Regions from separate parts of the Delphinus delphis genome. Here region 2 is linked to region 1. A link is a contact called in public Hi-C data. All regions are on one chromosome and are shown on one strand. Each heading gives the region's core, a stretch centred on a gene start, on an enhancer-like site or on the middle of the called end of the contact. The rest is flanking DNA. Distances are from core to core; before and after follow the strand shown. Region 1 holds the start of BACH1 (BTB domain and CNC homolog 1). Region 2 holds the start of CCT8 (chaperonin containing TCP1 subunit 8).

The links. A called contact is a pair of places that touch in the nucleus more often than the background predicts.
Region 2: a contact with region 1 is called in a Hi-C map of lung, with 3 times the contacts expected there. The contact joins the promoter of CCT8 here to the promoter of BACH1 in region 1. A contact is called at or near these places in 2 of 3 Hi-C or Micro-C datasets (lung and muscle).

Annotation. Positions count from the first base shown.
Region 1 is chr4:15,425,800-15,431,545 of mDelDel1.2, reverse strand. It overlaps BACH1 (BTB domain and CNC homolog 1), which reads left to right and starts at 3,459. Exons shown (of 5, transcript XM_060010409.1): 1 at 3,459-3,566.
Region 2 is chr4:15,643,551-15,649,528 of mDelDel1.2, reverse strand. CCT8 (chaperonin containing TCP1 subunit 8) reads right to left here and starts at 2,554. Exons shown (of 15, transcript XM_060010422.1): 1 at 2,415-2,554; 2 at 1-31. The coding sequence starts at 2,474.

The DNA.
Region 1 (5,746 bases), core at 2,210-4,709:
CAATGGGGAGAGTGACAAAAGAGTTACTCCAGTTGGTTTTTGGAGGCACAAGAATTTTTCCCTACTTGGACCCTACACTGTGCCACTTTGGTTGTCATTCAATCTGGTATTCAAGTAGCACCTCTTTCACCAATTTGGCCCCTGTCACGTTAAGTTCTACTGCTCCAATATTGTGTTCTTTTTTTCTCTTTTACTGCCTTCAAAAAAAATTGAAGTATAGCTGATGTACAATATTATATGTGACAGGTGTACAATATAGTGACTCAGAATTTTTAAAGGTTATACTCCATTTATTGTTATTATAAAATATTGGCTATATTCCCTGTGTTGTACAATATATCCTTGTAGCTTATTTTATAATTTCTGCCTTTTTTAAATCTTAGAAGCTGTGAATATCCCAAGTCAGAGGCTACATTCCTTTCACCTTACCTTTCATTTCAGATAGCAGGTAAACACTGGGGTATGTTTGCCCATCCTGCTCAAGGAAGCCTGTCTTCTAATGAAATATGTTCATTTTTTACAAAAATCTTTCAACCTAGGGCTAGGGGTGGTAGGGCTTTAATTCATAATCATTTTTGAGGGAAGAAGTGTGAACTGGCAGTTTTTCAACTTGTGGCGACCTTTTATCTTGGTAATTGCTTACAGTTTAAAACAATTTGTTCAACCTCCAAATATCGTTGATTTAATGAGTGAATGAATATTTAGAGACAGAAGGAGCTAAGGCAATGGAAATGGAGTGAATGAGGTTCTCTAGAATTAGCTTCTAAAAACAATCACATGACTTAAATACCTCTACACACTCCCTTCAGCCCATGGGATAAAGTTCAAACTGTAGGCACAGTGCATGAGGCCCTTCCCATTCTGACTTGGTTTTATATCATTCTCTAATTTTGTTTTTTTGCCCTGTACCTAATATATACCATAAACTTTAACTCAGTACTTCTCAAGTGATGTGATTTTAACTATTAAAAATAATGCAGATCCTTGGGTCACATTCAGACTTATGAAACCAGAATCTTTGGGGGCAGAGCCCAGGAGTCTACATTTTTAACAAGTACCCCAGAGATTCTTTTTTTTTTTTTTTTTAATTTTTACTGGAATATAGTTGCTTTACAATGTTGTGTTAGTTTCTATTGTACAGCAAAGTGAATCAGTTATACATATACATATATCACCTCATTTTTTAGATTTCCTTCCCATTTAGGTCACCACAGAGCATTGAGTAGAGTTCCCTGTGTTATACAGTAGGTTCTCATTAGTTATTTATTTTATACATAGTAGTGTATATATATCAATCCCAATCTCCCAATTCATCCCCCTTCCCCCCTTGGTATTCATAAGTTTGTTCTCTACATCTATGTCTCTATTTCTGCTTTGCAAGTAAGTTCGTCTGTACCATTTTTCTAGATTCCACATATAAGCGATATTATACGATATTTGTTTTCTTTCTGACTTACTTCACTCTGTATGACAGTCTCTAGGTCTATCCATGTCTCTGCAAATTGCACTGTTTTGTTCCTTTTAATGGCTGAGTAATATTCCACTGTGTATATGTACCACATCTTCTTTATCCATTCCTTTGTTGATGGACATTTGGGTTGCTTCCGTGTCCTGGCTATCCAGAGATTCTTATGAACACTAAAGTTTGAGAGTAACTCCTAACAGCCTTGATATTCTCAACACCTTGATATACCTTTGTAAGACTTTTCAAATAATTTAACATATCAGAGCATATGCTAGAAACTTTCACTGCCATTTATTGAGAGTACAGAAGGAAGAGTTCCTCGCAAAGAGGAAGGGTCTGTTCTTCCTCTTGAAGAAATTGCAAAGGTGTGGGATGAAGGAAGACTAGAATTCCACTGGCTTTGGGTGGAAGGTGAGTGAAGACTCAAAAATGCTCAGGTGCATGTAAGAACCCCAGTCCTTCCATGTCTATTTCCAATTGTTCTTTCCTCCTTTCTAACTAAATATTTTTACCCCACCATGAACTCAGGTAGCCTGAAATGCCATCTGCTTCCTACGTCTGGACTATTGCATACGCTCTTCCCTCCCTGGACTGCAGGGCCCCATTCTTCCCAGTTAAGACCCAATGCAAATGTTACCTACTGCCCAAATTCTAGGTCACAGTGAATCACTTTACCCCTTGGACTCCCACACGATTTCACTCATTATTTTCTCGTGTATTTTGGATGTAACTCAAATGTCCCTAAGTCTCACCGCCTGTGAATACAAACGCAGTCATGTTAGTGATAATACCTGACTTCATTAACGTGGCAGTCTTTTTTTGCCCTGAGAGGTCCAGGGCTGTCTTCCGGTGTGCAAGAATGAGCCCACACATCTTGGTGCTGATGCTGTCCAGCCATCGACTTCTTTCTGTCTTTCGACCTGAACTCAAAAACCAACGGCAAAATCCCTTCACAAGATCCCAACTCCAATCAGGTCGGCTGGCACAGTGCCAGAGCGCTCGGGTCTCCCTTTAGATTGATAAGCGTAGGCTTTGCCAGGTGCACATCTTTTCGCACAGTCAGTGCTTTGAACTCCAGAGATGCTAAATGGCTTGGGAACTTAATTTTAACACCAACAATTGGATGAACACCGGAATAAGCAGCAGAAGATGAAAGCCTGACCTGGGCTTAAGATGAGCCGTCTGACACCACTGGGCACTCAACCTGGTTCCAGGTTTCCTGGCGGCCACCACGTAAAGGGAACACCTGTTAGCTGACGCCACTGTTTTCACTGTCAGACAAAAGTAGGGCTGCCAGATGCTTTCTACAAAATCCTGGATGCACTTGATGCATCCCTATCAAGAAGCTCAAGAACCTTGTGAACCTGGGCGCCCCGCCACCCCCAGGAGAAGGCAGAGGAGAAGCTCTGCTGCGGGGGCTGCCAGAAGCTACCCCTGAGGGGGTCTGGTCTGGGGAGGGACGTGGCCGGCTCTCGTCCTCGCTCCTGGTGTCCGCTGGCACCCGATTCCGGGTATCCCGGCAACACTTAGAGCGAGCAGGCCGTCAGGCTTTTCCTTTCTGCTTTCAGCAGGAAAGGAGGAGGTGGTCCTCGGGTGGCTTTTTCGTTCAGGCTGCGGCCTGCGCTCGCACAGGGGCGCTGCCACGGAGGTTGCGGGACCCCGCCGCCGCCTCCTCGAGGCCTGCCCTGCCCAGGGCTTGCGCGATACCTCCCTGCATACCCTCGTGTGGGCTTCGGCTACGCGCAGGAAGCCGCAGGGATCCGCGTACCGAGGCTTCCTGGCTGGCGGGGCGGGGCCTCTAGTGAGGGCGGGGTTTAGGCGCTACAGAGCGGGAAGGGCGGGGTCTCGCGAGGCAGGCCTACGGGGCGGGACCTCGCGAGGCGGGCGGGGCTTGGGCGCCGGGAGGGGGCGGAGGCCGCGGCTGCGGAGGGAAGGGGAGGAACGAGAGGGGAAGGGAGGGAAGGCGAGGGAGGAAAGGGAAAGGAAGGAGAGGGGAGGGGCGGCCGGCCGCGGAGACGGAGTGAGTCACCTGATAGCTGCCCGCGCGGCCCGCCAGGCTCGCTCGCTGCCGTCAGTCGGGCTGCGTCGCGCCTCGGCTCTGGTGAGTGGCTCGCCTGTCCCGGGCGCCCTTCCCCGGCAGGGTCCGCGCGGCGGCGTCTCGCGCGCGGTCTGGGCCGCCGGCCTGTGAGGGGCGGTCCGCGGGCAGGTCCTGGGGAGGCGGTGAGGGAGACCGGGGCTGCTGCTTTTTGGGCGGGGGGCATTAAGCGGGGCCCGCGGGGGGCGGCTGCAGCTCCCCTTCCTGGAAGTGGCCTCGTCCGCCGGAAGGGGCGACGGGTCGGCGCCCCGTGGCCCCGCGCGCGGCCGGCGCCGTTGTTTACGGGCCCGCGCTGTACTTTATCACGGGCCGGCCGGCGGGGGGCCGGGAGGTACTGGGGCCCGGGCGCCCGCTCCCCCTCCCCCGCCTCTCGGGCACCCGGGTCCGAGCCCGGCACCCCCCCCCCCCCCAATCCCCAGCCGGCGCGCGGCCCGCCGGGGCTGTGACACATCAGCACCGCCCGCGCGGCCGGCCCGGCTCAGTATCATCCCTCCGCCCTCTCCCACCACTCTCGTTAGCCGCCGCGTCCGGCGAGCTGTTTGCCTCCCGTCTGCCCAGCCTGGGTGTAGGTCGCGCGTGTAATCACGTAAGAAAGGCCGAGTTCGTGGCTGGAGCAAAAAATACCACCCTGCGGGGCTGGGTTTAGCGAAGATTGGTTTGGGGGCCCGGAGATCCCAGGGCTCCCTTTGTTGGAGTTTTGCCCGCGCGTTGTAATTAAAGACTCCCACAGTCGGGTGAGAGTGGGTGTTGATCGTAGAGACACCAGCTTTGTGCTTGTCTAATGAAACGCGAGTGCCATGGCTTTCTCTTTCTTGCACGGTAGTTTAATGTCACTGAGTAGAATTGTACAGAAGGTTTTTGTGCAGTGAGCCTTCTGCGTTGAATTCGGGCTGATTCAAGGTATAGCGTAGTAGTGATTGTGAAAGAACGTGTGTGGGAAAAACAGGCTCCAATGTCACGCTTGAAGGAACAAAGGCTGTTTTGTAGGGATGCCTATCTTTTGGGAGAATTCTATCAGTATTGGGTCTGGAGGGTGCCACGACTAGGTCTTTGTTCATGTAGTATAACACTGCTTATATCCAGGAGGGTTTGCATTTCAAGCAGTTCCGAAAGATAAAGGGTGGAAACACCGGAGGTGTTAGTGTCAGAGCGCTTGAGCGCTTCACATGGTCAAGCAGAGAAGTGGGAAGAGGCCGGCTGCTTCTTCCTTGTCTTGGGTAGTGGTGCAAGGGCTGGGCTGGGCTTGAAGGCGCTTGCCACTTCAGCCTTTGGATTAAAGAAGCCTGGGGAAAAAACACTTGGTGAGTCAGCTGGGAGTAGGATGGCCTTGGTTTAAGTGATGGCATGGCATCGTGCATTATTGTTGTTTAACCTGTGGCTTTGTCAAGTGGTTTACCATTGTTCAATATGTTGGTTGGCTAACAAGGTAGATGACTCCTTAAAAAAAGTTGGGTTGCTGAGTCATTCGCCCCAGCCTGAGAGGTAATTAGGAACAGCTGGTGCAGATACTCTCATCACATGCCTCCACTGTAAAAGGCCAAGGAGCACTCAAGAGGGGTTGCTTCAGAGGCCTGAAGCTGGGGTTGTCTGTGTTGATACAGGTAATCAGTGGGTGAGGTGCCAGCGCTCTTAGGAAGTGGCCAAGGAGCGCTGAGGTGGTGGGTAAACACAGAGCAGCCTCGTGACCTACTGCCTGAGAAGTTTGTGCTGGAGAGAGCTAAAACTGAGGAAGAAATTTGCAGCTAGGAGTCACCTCTTAATAGTATTGTAACAAAAATATTTACTCTTCTTATTGTACTTAGTTTCCCTTTTGTGGTTTTGTTGTTTTGTGGTTTATACATTTCAGAAAGTGAACTTAATTTGTTCTTCATAAAGATTTCTTTAGGAGAACACAAAAGGAGCCTTCCTCGTGGTTTTCATGGCCCCTGGCTTTTCATACATACACTAGTTGTTTCTGGTGGCAGAGAGGAGGGGAGGGAGAATGTGGGTGAAATTAACAAGTCTCTTTGGGTCAAGTCTTGAAAGCACTGTCTGAAAGCACTGTCGGGTGAAAGGCAAACCATATGGATCATTGTCTTAGTGATGGCGCTGGTGTCTTTCCATCTCGGATCATTACTTCTTGCTTTAAAAATGAGCACAGGACCCAAGCATACAGTCCCTATTGCTAACAGAGTTTAGGGAAGGGA
Region 2 (5,978 bases), core at 1,305-3,804, 220 kb before region 1:
TGTACACAGCCTCTTCCAACCCTGAAAAATGCTGTCAAAAAAAACTTCTGATTAGGCAGGACAGTGAATCTCAATAATTTCTTCATCTGTAAAATGGGGTAATATAATAGTACCTGTTTCAGAGGATTGTTAAAACTATCAAGCAAGATTTATATATGTAAAGTATGATGCCTGGTATTCACAAATGATCCATAGATTTGTCCACTAGTTGAATGAATAAAGCAAGACATTTTTAGGGACCACAGGTACCTACTTACACATCAAAACATAAAACCTGTAATTTTTTAAAAATGTAGTGAAAAGTGCAGGGAAGAGTGCTAAGATTGATTAGAGAAAGCAAATGAGCTCTTGCAGATAAAAATACCTTTTCAGAGTTTATCAGTACTTTCTAAAAGTTGAAATGTAGTCATGAATATTTATTGTGTTAAAACCTGAGCACTGTAAATCCAGCAGTTCTATGTTCACTGGGAATTAACATATCTGCCTCATAAATTTTTAGGAACCAAAGCATACAGATTTTGAATGCTCATTTGAACTGCAATATAATTCCAACATGCACACACTGAAAACTACTGAATTGGTCACAGTACTAAAATTCTCAAGTTTTACACTGGACTTCTTTTAGACTTAGAATTTACCCGTGGTCTCAGATAAATTTCAAGAGCCTACTGTTCATGTGAACATTTTTCTAGAGCTGCTTTGCCCAAGAGAGTAGCCACTTGCCACAAGTGGCTATTTAAATTTTAAGTAATTAATTAAAAATTCAGTCCCTCAGTTGCACTAGGCACAACTCAAGTGCCCAGTAGCTACTTGTGACTAGTGGGTACCATACTGGACAGTCCTGATATAGAACACTTCCATCACAGCAGACAGACAATACTGTTCTAAAGATCTCCTGCCTTACATTGTTTTTCCCCCATCCCCATTCTCTGAGGAACAGTCATCTCTGATCATAAATTAGATCCTGTCAAACCCTTTAATGACTTCCCATCACTTAGGAAAAAATGTAAAGCCCCTGTCAGGGATAAATGTGTAGGCACATTCTAACCCTTGCCTACAACTCTTCTCAATTCATCTCTTATCGTTCCGTTGGTAAGCTTCAGCCCTATTACCTTTCTTGCTTTCTTTTAGCAGGTGACACTCATTCCATCCTCAGGGCCTTTGTACTCACTGGTCCCTCAGCCTGGAACACTTCTGCCTTTAATCTTCGCCACTAAGCACAGAGCTGAGAGTTCTTTCCTGAACATCTTAATTGTTCTATCTACCCCAACCCTTGCTTTTTAATTTTTTTTTCCGAGGCAGATTTTATTTCCTTTATCATTATTTGAAATTATCCTTTGGCCATTTATTATTTCTGCCTCAGAAAAATAAAAACCATGGACGTTCTTCAGCCTTTTAAAAAAGTGAGCAATGTCATTTTCAGCGAAGCTCTTTCACCAATATTTACATTAAACCTTGATATTTACTATATTCACAACATCCCAAAAGTGCATCATGCCAACAAGAACCTAGTTCCCTAAACCTGTTACCATAAATGGAACCACACTATCTACATACCTTTAACTAAGCACAGAAAATATGGGGGACAAATAAACGAACACTACCATTTGAACACAAGAGACACATTTATCAGTAGTGCTTTAAGATATTTTTAAAAAACTAAGCTTCTGAAATTACGTCCAAGATCTCGCCATAAAACAAAGCAGTTTTATTTAGGCCAGGGTGTCACTTACCTTGTGGGTTACAACTGTGATCGTTACAACCCTTTTTGTCCAATCTGCTCAATTTAATAATGAGAAAAGCAAGACCCAGAGGGGTAAGTTTTACATCAAGCTAGCTAACCTAAGTTGCGACCAGAATCCATCCGCATTGTAACCACTGTTTATCCTACTATAACGCACTGCTTCTGCGAACTAAATGGGGAGCCTGCTATTTCTCATTTAGAAAAAAGTTGCCAAGACAGGCCTTTGTCCCTCTCTTAACCGCACCACCCACTCCCCGAACTGTGGCAATCAGCTTCGCAGTTCCCAAAGCAATTTCACCTACGTTGTTTCACCTGTGTCGCCTTCTAAAGGAGAGACTCATCACCCCCGTTTTACGGATGGAGATAAAATGCAGGAGCGGCCTTACATCTGTCCGACAACCAAGTACAGAACGCGGTGTCTGCGGCCTCGTCCCCCACTCGCCGTCTCTGCCCGCTCGACCCTCCCCGGCGTCCGTAAAGAACCAAAATGCCCGCGGGCCTCCGCGGCAGAGCCCTCCCGAGAACACCTCCCTTTCTGGAATCTTCTCTCCCTCCGACCGCAGTGTCGGGGGAGCACGCCCGGCCCGTTAGTACACCCTTCTCCTTCGCCGCGGCCGCCGCTGCCCTACGCCGACTCTCCCACCTCACTCCTCCTTTCTCCTTTCCTTACCTTCGCTCCCTCCTTGAGCATCTGGGCAAAGCCCGGGGCCTTGGGGACGTGGAGAGCCATGACCACTACGCACGGAGCAGTTCACGCGCCCGCTCAGACTATCCGGGAGAAAGCGAGGAGCGCGCACAGCCTCCTGGGAACGCAGCGTGCGGCGGCTTCACGCTCCTCCTCTCTCTCCAGCCGAGTCCGCCCCTTCCCCCAGCCGCCTGGACTGAAGCCTCGCGAGAAGGAGCACTTTGAGCAGTCAGAACTGACTTGACGATCCTCGATCTGGTCGATCGATCGGGCGGGTCGCGGAGCGCGCCATCTGTCTTCCGGCCGACGCACGCGCAGCCAGCCGGGCCGTTGTGGCACGCTGGCGATTTTTCCCTTTGACTAGGCTCGGTGCCCTGGACGTTTGAATTCTGCTGGTTCTGACCTGGAAGCCACACCTTCCAAGATTACCTTACTTGTAATCTTGCAGACCCTCGCATAACATTGGGGCAGGTGTGCGCCGCCCCCCCCCCCTTTTTTTTTAACCAAGGCAGGGCACCTGCCTTCATCCCCAAAATCTATTCGTTGAGCGTGTGCTCTGACTTGGGTGCTGTAGCAGCTCTGGGGACTTGAAGGTGATAATTAAAATCTGTAAGGATAACTGTATACTGAGTACTCCTATGTGCCAGAATCTGTTATTTGTTTTATGTGCGGTATCTTAGCTAATGGTCAATCTTACGAGTTAATTCTTATTATTTACATTTGGTAGAAGGGGAATTTGCAATTTACAAACGGTAATTTGTACAAGATCACAGCGCTAGTAATGTTAAAGCTAGGATTCCTACCCAGATCAGATCGACTGCAAAATGCACGTTGTTAACCAACTACCTTCCTCTTTCCTGGAAATATAACTCCCTTTTACTCTCCCAGAATCCTTTGAAACCTGACCTCTATGTCATCCCACATCAGCACGTGACTGATTTCAAAAGAATTGAATGGTAATAGAATACTTTAAAGAATAATTTCACACGGTGAAAGTAATCCACTCTCCTTGTAGAAAATATGGAAAACTTGAGCAGAACGTTTGACTTGTCTTTTGTTCTTTGATTGGACACTTGCAAATGACTTATTTTCCTTAACTTGGGACAGATTTAATGTGTCTTAAGGAATAATCACGTGTCAAATGTATTATAACATTCTAATGAGCACTTAAAATACATAATTATTAAAAAAATACTTTTGCCACCTCAAAGCAACTGGTATGTGAACCACCTGTTGGGAAACAATGCAAGAGATCAGTGATTCTCAAAGGGACAATACAAGATTTTCTCATGGATTAGCTAAGAAATAAATAAAAACTCATTCATCTAACTCAAAGAGAGCATTGCTTATAAATATAACCAACAACAATAACAACAAAAACTGAAAGGGATTAAAGATGACACTTGATGAAATTTTAATAAAAATGATTGTCTCAAGTCTTGATAAGGACCATTGAAGATAAAACTATTGGTGAATCGAGTTTCCATGGAAAATTTATAATAAAAAATGGATCTTAATTTTAGTAAATTAAAAAGGAAATGGAAATCTGTATGGTAATTTATCAAGAATTAAATTGATTTAATTGCTAAGAAGACTGCTTTTTAGATAAAAATTCATTTATTTTGTATTATTTGGGTTAGATGGTGTATTCATAATTACAGAATCAAAACATCAAGGGCAAAATTTCCACTGGCTCCAAATAGTAGGTCAAATATTCCTCACCCAGAATAGAAAATAAACACAAATCCTCAATGTGGCTTCAAGGACTAGGTTCTGGTCCCTGTTTTCAGCACATGTATCTTTGCCCTCTTGGCCTTCCTCTCTGTCTTCTGGCTGCAATAGCCTGAATAGTTCATCCTGTCTGCTTTACCTCTTCTGCTTCAGGGTCTTAGCCTCTGCTGTTGTCTACCTAGAAAGCTCTTCTGGTCCCTTTTGGCTGAGTTAGTTCTACTCCAGTAAACAAACACTTAGGTTAGAAAACCTTTGATGACTCCCAAGACATTCCCTGTTAGTCATCCTCACAGCTTCTGTGCTCCTCCTTCAGAGCACTTACCATAGTTATAATGACAAAATTAGTTGCAATCTTTCCCAGCTGGTAGGTAGGTGCTGTATTGCCAGCATCTATCACTGGGCATTGCATGAAGTGGAGACTTAACGGATGACAAAATGGGTGTCAGAAAAGAAGACCAAAGAACTGGGAGATGAGGTCTCTATTCATCCCTTCCAGATGTACTTGCTATAAAATCAGGGAACAACACAAAGCAATCAAGATGATTTGCCCAGGAGTTTGCAAAAGGCCAAGGAGACACAGTTCATCCCTCGTATTCTACATGCTCATAGTAGCTTTTTTGTCCTGATTAATTTATCTGATAAATCGATGAGATCTGCCTTGATGAATATATTACCCTTATCCGATCACCCACTGTCTGCTTAGGTGTTGGACCACATTTCTGTCTTTTGGGGAATTTATTCTGTGAATCCCATAGCAAGAAGAACATTTAAACACCTGGTCTGTTAAAGAACAGATGAAGACTTTCCTTAAACCTCAAAGTACCAAATGACAGATTTACCTTCCCATGAGCCACTTCTATGGGGATTTGTTGAATGGTAAATTCCTCACCAACTTCATTTGCATACAGAGACTGCTCATTCGAATGGGATAAACCTGGAGAGGTCACTTCCCTCTACTCTGGGAATAGTGGTATATGAGTTAGGATCATTGAGGTTGCAAGGAAAAGAAATGCTGAGATCACTTTAGAGGGTGTGGTTTATTAAGGATCACAAAAAAAGTACAAAATTGCACAACTATCCTAGAGCCAGATGACTTTTCATGTATATGGCCATAGGTTGGGTGTCTCTAAGTTACCATTTTCATATCTTAGTTTATCTCTGTTTCTATGGCTTCCACCAAGGTGGCACCTGATTCTCTACCTCTTTCAACTGCTTTTTCTTCTTTCTACATCTTAGCTTTGGCTGGCATCCTTTTCTCTGTGTCTCTTAGTTTCCTGACCCCCTTCAGGTGGGCCTCAGTGTGTTTCATACTTAAACATACCAAGAAAAAAGATCTGGTTCATTCAATTTATTGCCATCTAACAAAAAGCCCCCAGGTCCTGTCAAATTCTCATCAAGGATACTACAAATCTCTATGGCTGCCTTGCATGAAGCAAGAATTCCTGGTGCACTTAATGTTGACCAGGGGGCCAGGATCATCTGTGACCTTAGTGTAAGGAATGCCTTGTGGCTGTTTTGTATGAAAATGAGCTGTACACGTGGCCAACATTCAGAGTTTCATCAGTAGTCTAGTCAGTCTGTCCAAGGCTATGCTGTAGTTAGTAGCTCTCCTAAAGCTTTCTGGATTAGGGCAAAGTAAAAAGTAATGAACTGTATAGTTAGCTAATTACTCCCTGGTTATTACCATTCTGAGGATGGAGATCTTGGACAGGATGAAAGTGATCATTTCCCCCTCACTTTAAATGTTGGCTTAGTTGTCCCAGTGACTATTGGTGCCTGGCCATGATTGAGCTGGTTAGGTTATGGGGATGAGAAAGG